3 separate regions of the Zea mays genome follow, and all the other regions are linked to region 2. The links are chromatin contacts, called in public Hi-C maps. All regions are on one chromosome and are shown on one strand. The core of a region is the stretch at or near the end of the contact, and the rest is flanking DNA. Distances in the headings are between cores, read along the strand shown. Region 1 holds the start of LOC100273544 (Auxin response factor 2). Region 2 holds the start of LOC103650408 (serine/threonine-protein kinase D6PKL1). Region 3 holds the start of LOC100272797 (Nuclear pore complex protein NUP1).

What was found. Hi-C and Micro-C count contacts between places; a contact is called where the count stands out from the background.
Region 1: a Hi-C map of endosperm shows a contact between it and region 2, with 3 times the contacts expected there. The contact joins the promoter of LOC100273544 here to the promoter of LOC103650408 in region 2. A contact is called at or near these places in 6 of 25 Hi-C or Micro-C datasets (ear, endosperm, leaf and 1 more).
Region 3: a contact with region 2 is called in a Hi-C map of endosperm, with 4 times the contacts expected there. The contact joins the promoter of LOC100272797 here to the promoter of LOC103650408 in region 2. A contact is called at or near these places in 7 of 25 Hi-C or Micro-C datasets (bundle sheath, ear, endosperm and 3 more) and 1 of 3 datasets of contacts at active chromatin or transcription factors (leaf).

Annotation. Positions count from the first base shown.
Region 1 is chr3:94,806,604-94,809,618 of Zm-B73-REFERENCE-NAM-5.0, forward strand. It overlaps LOC100273544 (Auxin response factor 2), which reads right to left and starts at 1,396. Exons shown (of 15, transcript NM_001320084.1): 1 at 1,157-1,396; 2 at 901-1,037; 3 at 1-92. The coding sequence starts at 1,178.
Region 2 is chr3:95,303,479-95,306,528 of Zm-B73-REFERENCE-NAM-5.0, forward strand. It overlaps LOC103650408 (serine/threonine-protein kinase D6PKL1), which reads right to left and starts at 1,422. Exons shown (of 3, transcript XM_008675976.4): 1 at 1,137-1,422; 2 at 1-518. The coding sequence starts at 337.
Region 3 is chr3:95,568,207-95,571,161 of Zm-B73-REFERENCE-NAM-5.0, forward strand. It overlaps LOC100272797 (Nuclear pore complex protein NUP1), which reads left to right and starts at 1,613. Exons shown (of 8, transcript NM_001360114.1): 1 at 1,613-2,008; 2 at 2,359-2,405. The coding sequence starts at 1,687.

The DNA of each region.
Region 1 (3,015 bases), core at 146-2,645, 500 kb before region 2:
TCGATGTTCATGAGCTTGCAGGGAATCTTCCATGGCAGGTTGTAGAGGGGCGTGCCCTGCTGCTCGGCAAGCTGGTTCGTCGATGCCTCCACCTGAGCACAGCAGAAACCAACAGAATCCCGCACAATCAGCGCCCCAAATCACATAGAGCAGCGCAAGAATCTTAGAAAGAGGAATCACCGCATATCTAAGTAAAAAATTGCGGAGCTTTGGATGGCATTAAAAAACAATAAAGGCGCTGATTCGTAATACCATTCGAGGCAGAGGCACTAAAGAAAGACCAAGCCTCTAGGGTCAAATGAAATGAAAAAAAAACATCATATGAGCTCACTGGAATGACCAGTAAACGTATCCGAGGACCTGTCAAACCTAGAAAAAAAATCCCCAAATCAGAAGACGCATGGGACTTTGAGGTCTGAGCGACAAAGTGCCTACGCGTCAAAATCAGAACTGCCGAACCCTCCAAATCAAAAGCAAAACCCCAGCGCAGACTGCAGCGGCCATGCGAATCAACCCCAAAAGCCAGAGACAATTCCCCTCACAGTCCACGATTCCATGCACATGCGCGGGCTTCACAGGAAGCCGAACCACGAATCCAAGTTGCGGACGACGAGGACTTGAAATCCGGGGCCACGGCGCAGGCGCGAGCCCGGAATTTCCCAAATCGAGGGCACGCACCGCACAGGGACCCCGTCGCGCTCATATCAAATAACCCCGCGCCTAAACCCCTCCAAACCCTGGAATCCGCTGCGATCACGCGAAATTCGGCGAGGATTCCGACGCATGCACACATGCGTAACCCAAAAGCGCTTCGAAAAACGCGAGGATACAGCGGCGGCACCCACATCAATAACGAGAGACGGGCATCGCCAGGGCACCCTCCCTCCCTGTCTGCCTCACCTGCTCGATGTGGCCCTGCGGGAGGTAGTAGACCTTCTCCCCAAGCGGCGGCACGCAGGACAGCGGCCCCGCGCAGGCCTTCCACAGCTCGACGAACAGCGCGTCCTTCCCTCCGCATCCGCGTCCTGCTTCCGCACCTGCACGCCCAGGCAAAAGAAGCACATAAACCTCGTCACAGACAAACCTAAACCCCTTGGAGGTGGGGAGGCCCGGGCCCCAAGCACCCGAACCAGCAGCGAGCGACACGCACACCCACCGGCGCAGGCAGCCGCCGCCATCGGATCTCACATGCACTTCCCAGTTCCCCCGACCACCTCCCTGCCGTCCGGAATTCGTCGCGATCTCCGCCGCGCAACTGGCACCTGAGTGATTTGCGCGGAAGGAAAAAGGGAAGAGGCAGCCGGAGGCGAGGCGAGGGGATTTATTTAAGTAGCAGGCCGCCGAAGGCGACGTCAGTTTCCTGTGTCGCTTCTCCTGCCTGCCCTTCTAAGTTCTTTACCCCTCTCGCAGCGTGTCGTGTGTGTGCTATGTGCTGTGTGAGCAAGACTGCAAGAGAGCGAGGGGAGGAAGAGGGAGAGAGTGTGTCTGTGTGTGTCAGTTTCAGCCGCCTCGCGTTGCCCACCACGACCGCCCCAAGGCAGCCGGTGTGCTGCACCCACCTGGTTGTTCCGGGCCGGGCCCGGGTCCGGGTGCATGGGCCTGTCTCTCCCCCGCGGGCAAGGGGCAGGGTAAGATATTTAATTGTATTACTGCTGCCGCCGCTTTTTGTTATGTTTGTACGGACGCCAAGCCCGACTGCCATGTTTGCTTGCGTGCTTTTGGCAGCAGCGTTGGGCGCCGCTCTCCGCGCGTTGGTCCGGTCAGAGGCAATGTTTGACTAAACGATCATTTAGTTTATCTACTGTACACACGGACAAACGCTACATGTCAGTGAATAGTTTCTGTTTCCTTTTTTGTTTAAACTGTTTAATTATCTGTTTAGTCTGTTAATAGACTGTATAGTTTTGATAACCTGCCACCTAGCGTCGAGAAAGACACCGGTAAGCCCGAGGTAGACGCGGTTTGGAACCATTGGCGCTGTCAGCCGGCTATTGGTGCTTGCGAGTGAGGGGCTGAGGATCCAATGCTCGTCTAATCGGCGAGCTTTGCGTAGGGATAACAATTTTACCCGTGGGTTCGGATATCCGTCGGATATCCGACCCGTCGGGTACGTGTTCAGACATAAAATTTGACCCATGAGTCTTACCCATGCCCGACCGGATTTTATTACGGATCCGGTACGGATTTGATTTCTTACCCGCGGGTACCTGACGGATATCCGAAAATAGTGATTTTAGATTTTCAAACTACCAGTACGCTAGCTAGCCTTCCATCCTCGACAGCTCATCCTACCTCCCTGTCTGTTGATGCTTCTGATCTGGTTTTAGTACTAGTGCAAGTACATTTGATAAAGTACCAGTACGTAGTACCAGTGCTATCTAGTACAAGTACTTGAGCTAAGAGAGTGTTAATACACAGACGACTATGCTAGCTACTCTTCGATTTTGACGAGTTGGAAGTTTATTAACAAAAAAACATTAGCAACACATGTCCAGGGCTACATCTACATGACTGCACTATGCAACAACATTATATGCCTCCGGTGATCATGGCGATGTGCGACGCTCAGAACTGCACTAGACTTCATTTAGGGAGAATGCACCAAGCTGCTATACCCGACGGATACCCGATATCCGCCCGATACCCGATGGGTATGGGTATAAAATTTTACCTGTGGGTATAGTCATGGGCGGATATGGATAATCCCCGCGGGTATGGTCGCGGACGGGTATTTACTCTACTCGATCCGAACCCAGCCCATTGTCATCCCTAGCTTTGCATTGTGCTGCTTGGACTTGGTCTTGGTGCCTTATTTTTCTAGAAAAACAAAGGTAGTGTTTGGTTGAGGAGCCAAGTAGAATGGAGTCGTTCCATCCCTGATTCTAGGAACGGAGCCGCTCTGTTCTGTGTTTGGTAAGCCGGAACGAAGCGGCTCTGTTTTTTTGTTTGGTTGCAGAGTGAACTGAAACAGAGCGGCTCCATCCTTTGTTTGGTTGAAGAGTCATTGAGTCGCAT
Region 2 (3,050 bases), core at 172-2,671:
TGCATAGCCTTCTTAGCGCTTGCTTCATATTAACAGCCTTGGAGGATATCCCAATGCCTGCATTTTGAGACAACCCAGACCTAGCTGGTTTCTTCAGAACACTCTTACCCAGCGCATCTCCACCTGTACTGCCAGGACTAAGCGCGCGTCGGAAGGTCCTGCTATCGATAGCTTTAAGGAGCTGGTCGAGGTCATCTTCCACAGAATAATCATGACTTTTGCCGCGTTTCTCCTCATCTTTGAGTTTAATATGCAGCAAGCTGGATCCACCAGAGGGTGTAGTATCGAATTCCTCGGTGGACTCAACTATCTCAGAGCTACAGCCAGATGACTCCATGGCCCAATTAGACTAATTCAACACTGGCAGACAAGGAATACGCCAACTCAGTCCGTCGCCGGCAGGGGCATCCTGGGCAGGCAAGCCTGCACCTTCCACTGAACGTCTTCCAAGATGAGAGCACCAGGGAGCTCCCAGAAAAGTAGCCTTTTAATGGCAAGCGCAGCAACCAGCGCACACCCTGCAAAGACCATAAGGTCCAAAGTTAGTGATTGAGACATAGCGACAACTACGTCTTTAAAACTGCTGAGGAATTTAGAAAAAAAAATAAATTCAGAGGCGAGAACGCAAGGCGCCAAAGAGAAATATACACTTGATAACCTAATCAACTAACTGGCAAGCAGGGGTAGTGCAAATAAAAATTTTTGGAAGCCAGAGTTTAGGGGGGGGAGGGGGGGGGGGGGGGGGGGGGGGGGGGGGGGGGGGGGTGACAGAAGGCCAGATTCTCCACAAAGAACCCATTTTCGCTCACCGTTACGAATCAGCAGGCAGAAGAAACGAAAATGGAAACAGGGACAACTGCCTCTCGCAGAACGAACAGACCAGTTAGATCTACTAAAACACAGGAAAAGGAGAGGAAAAACTGAAACTTTTCTGCTCATGGAGAAATACACGAAGCTAGCTCCAGATCCAAACGGCGGCGGCGCCAACTCGGCTCTAACGATACCGCATTTCGCGGAGCCGCTATGAACCCTGCCGAAACAGCAAATTCGCAACTAATCTGAACCCAGCCTCACCCATGTACCGGATTTAGGATCGGGAGAGCGGCTCAAGAGCGGAGCTGGTTGCTGAAGATTACCAGGAAATGCCGGCTCAGATCTCCACGCGTGGAAGGGGCACAGGCGGTGGAATAGTGGTGCCGTTGGCACTTGGCACTGCGTCCTGGCAGGACGAGCTCAGCTGCTGGAATGGCGGCTTCGGAGGTGTACTGGTGTATAGAGGGCAAGGAGCACACAGAGGAGAGAGAAAGGGGTAGAGACTTAAAGAGAAAGAGAGAGAGGAGACGAGTCGGCATATAGGGCGTCCAGGATCCTCCGTGCAGACTGGAGAGGGCCACCAGTGGCAACTCCCGGTGCCGTTTGGGCGGGTCCTCGGCCGTCGAATCATGATCTAAACCGGCTGCAAATAGTGTGATAGCACAGTCCAAATACTCTCTTAATACCAAAATAATATTTATTTTTAAGATTTTAAGATGTTAATAGATTTATACAATATTTGATATATTATATATGTGTCTAGATTTATTAATATCTATTTAAATAAAAAAACATCAAAACGAATTATATAATAGGACAGATGGAGTATATTTTCATAATAAATTAGGGTTCTTAATATTTTTAGTTTAAAAATGAATAGATATAAAGTTCAATTCTAATCTAATTCGATCCTTAATTTTATAGCGTAGATTCTGTTACCCCTAAATTAATATTTTATAGCGTAGATTCCGTTACCCCTAAACGAATTATCTTAATAGATATTGCTTGCTGGTTTAACGCTTCCATCAAAAAATACAATTCTAGATTTTGACTAATTTAATATTTTATATTTTAAATAAATTTATATAAAATATTAATATTGATGTTTATAATTAGATTTACTGTATATTTATATTATATAATCAATATAATAATGCTTATTCTATATAGTGCAGCATTATTTGTCACCTAACTTCACCGAGCCGAAGTAAGAACACTTACTAATTTTCAGAAATGACTGAATACCGCTTAGTCATTATCGGTAATTAGGTGAAGTTTCACTTGAATTGAAGTGGTGAATAGCGTATATAATATTTCAAACGTCAAAAGTTTTTATATAGATTTAACTAAATTAAAATTCTTTAGTTCTTTGAAAAAAATAAGGGTTGTATTTGTTAGCAATATATTGCAATTATGAAATGATAGCATCATCACACACAATTATTTTGTTAACCCCTCTCTCTCCATATGTCGGAGGAAGAGAATGTAGCGTATACTTAACAAGTATTATACAAATGTTATATTTTACTTACGAATATATATTTAAAAAAATATTGTACGAGAGTATAATCTCTAAAACAAGCAGTAAATCAAATAAACGGTATACAGTCGAATACGAAATACTGCCTCTGTCTTTCAATATTTGACGCTATAGTACAAAATGTACTACAAAACGTCAAAATAAAAAAAAGGAACAATTGGATCTATACCATTAAAAGATTCAAACTTTAGATATATACCATGGACCCCACATGTCATTGACTCATGTGGACCCACATGTAAGTGAGATAGTAATGGTATGGATCCAAAGTGGTGATCTTTTAATGGTATGGATCCAAATTTCCCTAAAAAATGGAGGGAGTAATAAAAAAACACCAACAAAAAAACCACGAAAGAAAAGCTCTAACTTGAGTAAAAAACCAATAACCAAGATAAAAAAAAAGCTCAGCGAGCGAGTAGGTTAGGTAAAAGACACTAAGGTAAGATTAAAGGTAAGTAACTAGTATCGATCCACGGGAGCAAGGAACAAGAAAGGTCTTGAGCTGCCAAGAATAATGTACCTAGGTCGGGAGCAGGGGTTGGTGGAATAACCGGACAAGCCTAAGTATCTAGCTTTGCTCACCTTGTTGAAACTAGCCTCGTTGCAATAGATAAATCCTTTCCCGTTGAGAATGAACAACTTTACCATTCCACTGTCTTTGCTGGAACTGCGGTCTTCACTAAACTAACTGCCCGTT
Region 3 (2,955 bases), core at 363-2,862, 260 kb after region 2:
CCACTCCTCCGAGGCCTCGGGGGCTACATCCGGCGGGTGCGCTCGCGCGCACCCACCGGAACAAAATATAACCGAGAAGGGCCGGTCCCCTTGCAAAAATCCGGCAGAACCTCCAAGCGAGTGCCCGCACTCCCTTTGAGGCTCGGGGGCTACTGTCGGGTACCGTAATTAGGGGTACCCCCAATGCTCCTTAATCCGGTTGGAAAGCATCTTCAGAACAAACCATACGCGGCTGATAAAGCGCGGTTCAAGTCAAGGCCACGCCTACCAAGGGACGCAACCTCATCCGAGCCCAGCCTTGGGCGAGAACAGTAGTCCCGGACGGGTTCACGCCTCGCCCGAGGGTCCCCTCAGGCGATGAGCGCACCCTCGGCTCGCCTGAAGCCTAGCTTGGGCAGACTTTGTCGTGCAGCGACCTTGGCCAAATCGCCTTACCAGCCGACCATATCGCGTGCACATTTAATGCGGGGATCGGCTGACACCTTATCCTGACACGCGTGCCTCAGTCGGTAAGGTCGAAGTGACCACAGTCACTTCGCCCCTTTACTGGCCGATCTGACAGGAAAACAACGCCGTTCACCCCGCTCCGGCTACCGTGCCAACCACCAGGATGAAACTGAGTCACGATCTCCCACGAGTTCGGCCTCGGGCGCAACAAGGAGCTCCGCCTCGCCTGACCTCAGGCCTCGGCCTCAGCCTCGGCCTCGGAAAAAGATCTCCGCCTCGCCCGACCCCAGGCCTCGACCTCGGGAGGAGTCACAACCCCGCCCGAGCCCAGCCTCGGCCTCAAGAGAAGTCTCCGCCTCGCCCGACCTGGGCCTCGGACCGACTACGCTACAGGGGATACATCATTACCCTACTCCTAGCTAGTTGCCTCAGGCTATGAAGGAACAAGACTGGTGTCCCATCTAAGGTTACTCCGGTAACAGGTAATGATGGTTCCCCGCGTGCGCCCATGACGTCGGATTGCTCTCAACCTCCTACGAAAGCAAGACAACGTCAGCAGTATCCATGCCACGCCGACAGCTGTGCTTTTACAGGGCTCAAGGCACTTCTCCGTCGGCCACGATAGCTCGTGTACAGGGCTCAAGGCGCTTCTCCGACGGCCACGTTAGCTCGCAGCTACACCCCATTGTACAACTGGGCATCTCCTTGTATCTATAAAAGGGGATGTCCAGGGCCTTCCTAAGGCACGTCACGGACACACGTTGCAACACTGACAACGTTGGACGTCGAGGACAGGCGGGGCAGACGAGACAGACAGCACGCAGAGACTCTCTCTCTCTTTCTCGCCCTCGCTCCCTCGCGCGACAACAAATTTACTGGTCGGTTGACGGTCCTCGCAGGTCCAAAACGCCGACATCCATAGTTTAAAAAATTCCTAAACCATTGGATATATTTTATGATGAATTTAACCGAATAAAATTTTTAAGTAGTTTTGGACTATTTTAAAGTATGAATTATGACATAGATTTAATTTCAATCGATGCTAATCCAGAACTGGAATGGTGTAAACGCTCTCTCTTCGTGGGCCGAGGATCAGCCCCCGCGTCTAGCCGTTGGATGTTGAATGGGAACGGACGGTCCGATGCCCATGACTGCAGGCATACATCGCTGCGGGTGAAGTTCGGCTATCTGATTTGCCGCCCGCGATACGGCGAAACCCTAGCTCCACAGCGCCGTTGCATGGAGTCCCAGCGATACAACTACGGCAGCGGCGCCGGCACCGGCGGCAAAATCCGCCGCTACCCTCCCTCTCGCGCCGTGGCTGCGTCACCATATGCTCGACCGGCCACCGCCCCGACCCACGCTCCTGGAACCGCCACGGCGGCGGTTTCGCATGAGGGCGGGTGGCTGTCCCGGATCATAGCCGCCGGCACCTCGCGATTCCTTCCCTCCTTGTTCAGCTTCAGCACGTCTCAACCTCAGCAAGCCGCGCCGGCCCCGTCGCCAACGCGCGACCAGCTGCCAGTCGTCGAGCCGCCTTCGCCGCTTCCCCCACCTTTAGGTTTTTCTCTGCATATTTTTTATTGTTTGCGGTTGCTCTGCTGCTTGCTCAGTGTTCGTGCGATTGTAGCCTAGAGATTGGTACTATTTTCTCTGTTGAAATACCTATTTTAGCTTTAGTCAACACTTGATTAAGATGTTACTTGTGCATGTAGCCTGTGGGCTATTGGCTATCAGAATTTGGGCGTTTACTCTGGCTTCTGCGCTAAATAAGTTAGCGAGTTATCATATTTTTCAGTATGGATTTGGGATACTATTGGAATGTAGTATGCTCTGAGTGGTATTGTTTTTCTAGTGTGTCGTTGATTTATTGCTGGCAAGCTAACATACTTTTCCCTTTTCAATCTATAGTGGATGATCGTCCAGAATGTGAAGAAAACGGTGGAGTGGCTGCCAATGTAAGCTGAATCAATAAATTCATAATGTATTTTTGTTTATTTTTACTTTATTTGAGTGATTGTCAAAACGATTTATAAGTTAATACAACTAGACTCTGAGTTTGCCATAAGCAGTTAAGCACTATTTTCATTAATTAACTCAATTCAAAACATTTCCTCAGGATCATTTTATGAGTCTATTCCAAGCCTGCAATTTTAGCTTGTTTCTGAAGGCTTTATTGATTTTTTAGCATCTACTTCCTCCATTCTAAATCATAGTTCATTTTGTCTTTGTCCTAAGCCAAACATCTCTATTTTGACCAAGATTATAGAAAAATACACCAACATATATAACATCAAATTAGTTTCATTAAATTCTCCATGATATATATTTTGATTGAGTATTTGCTTGAGCTTATAGTTCATAACATATTTTTTCTAAAAACCCAGGCAAAGGCAAAGTTTGAGAAGTTTGATTTAGGAGAAAGCCGAAGTGAACTTTAATTTGGACTGGGGGAGTAGAACAGATTATTTACTTATATTTATTATACTAGGAAAACAAATCTCTGTT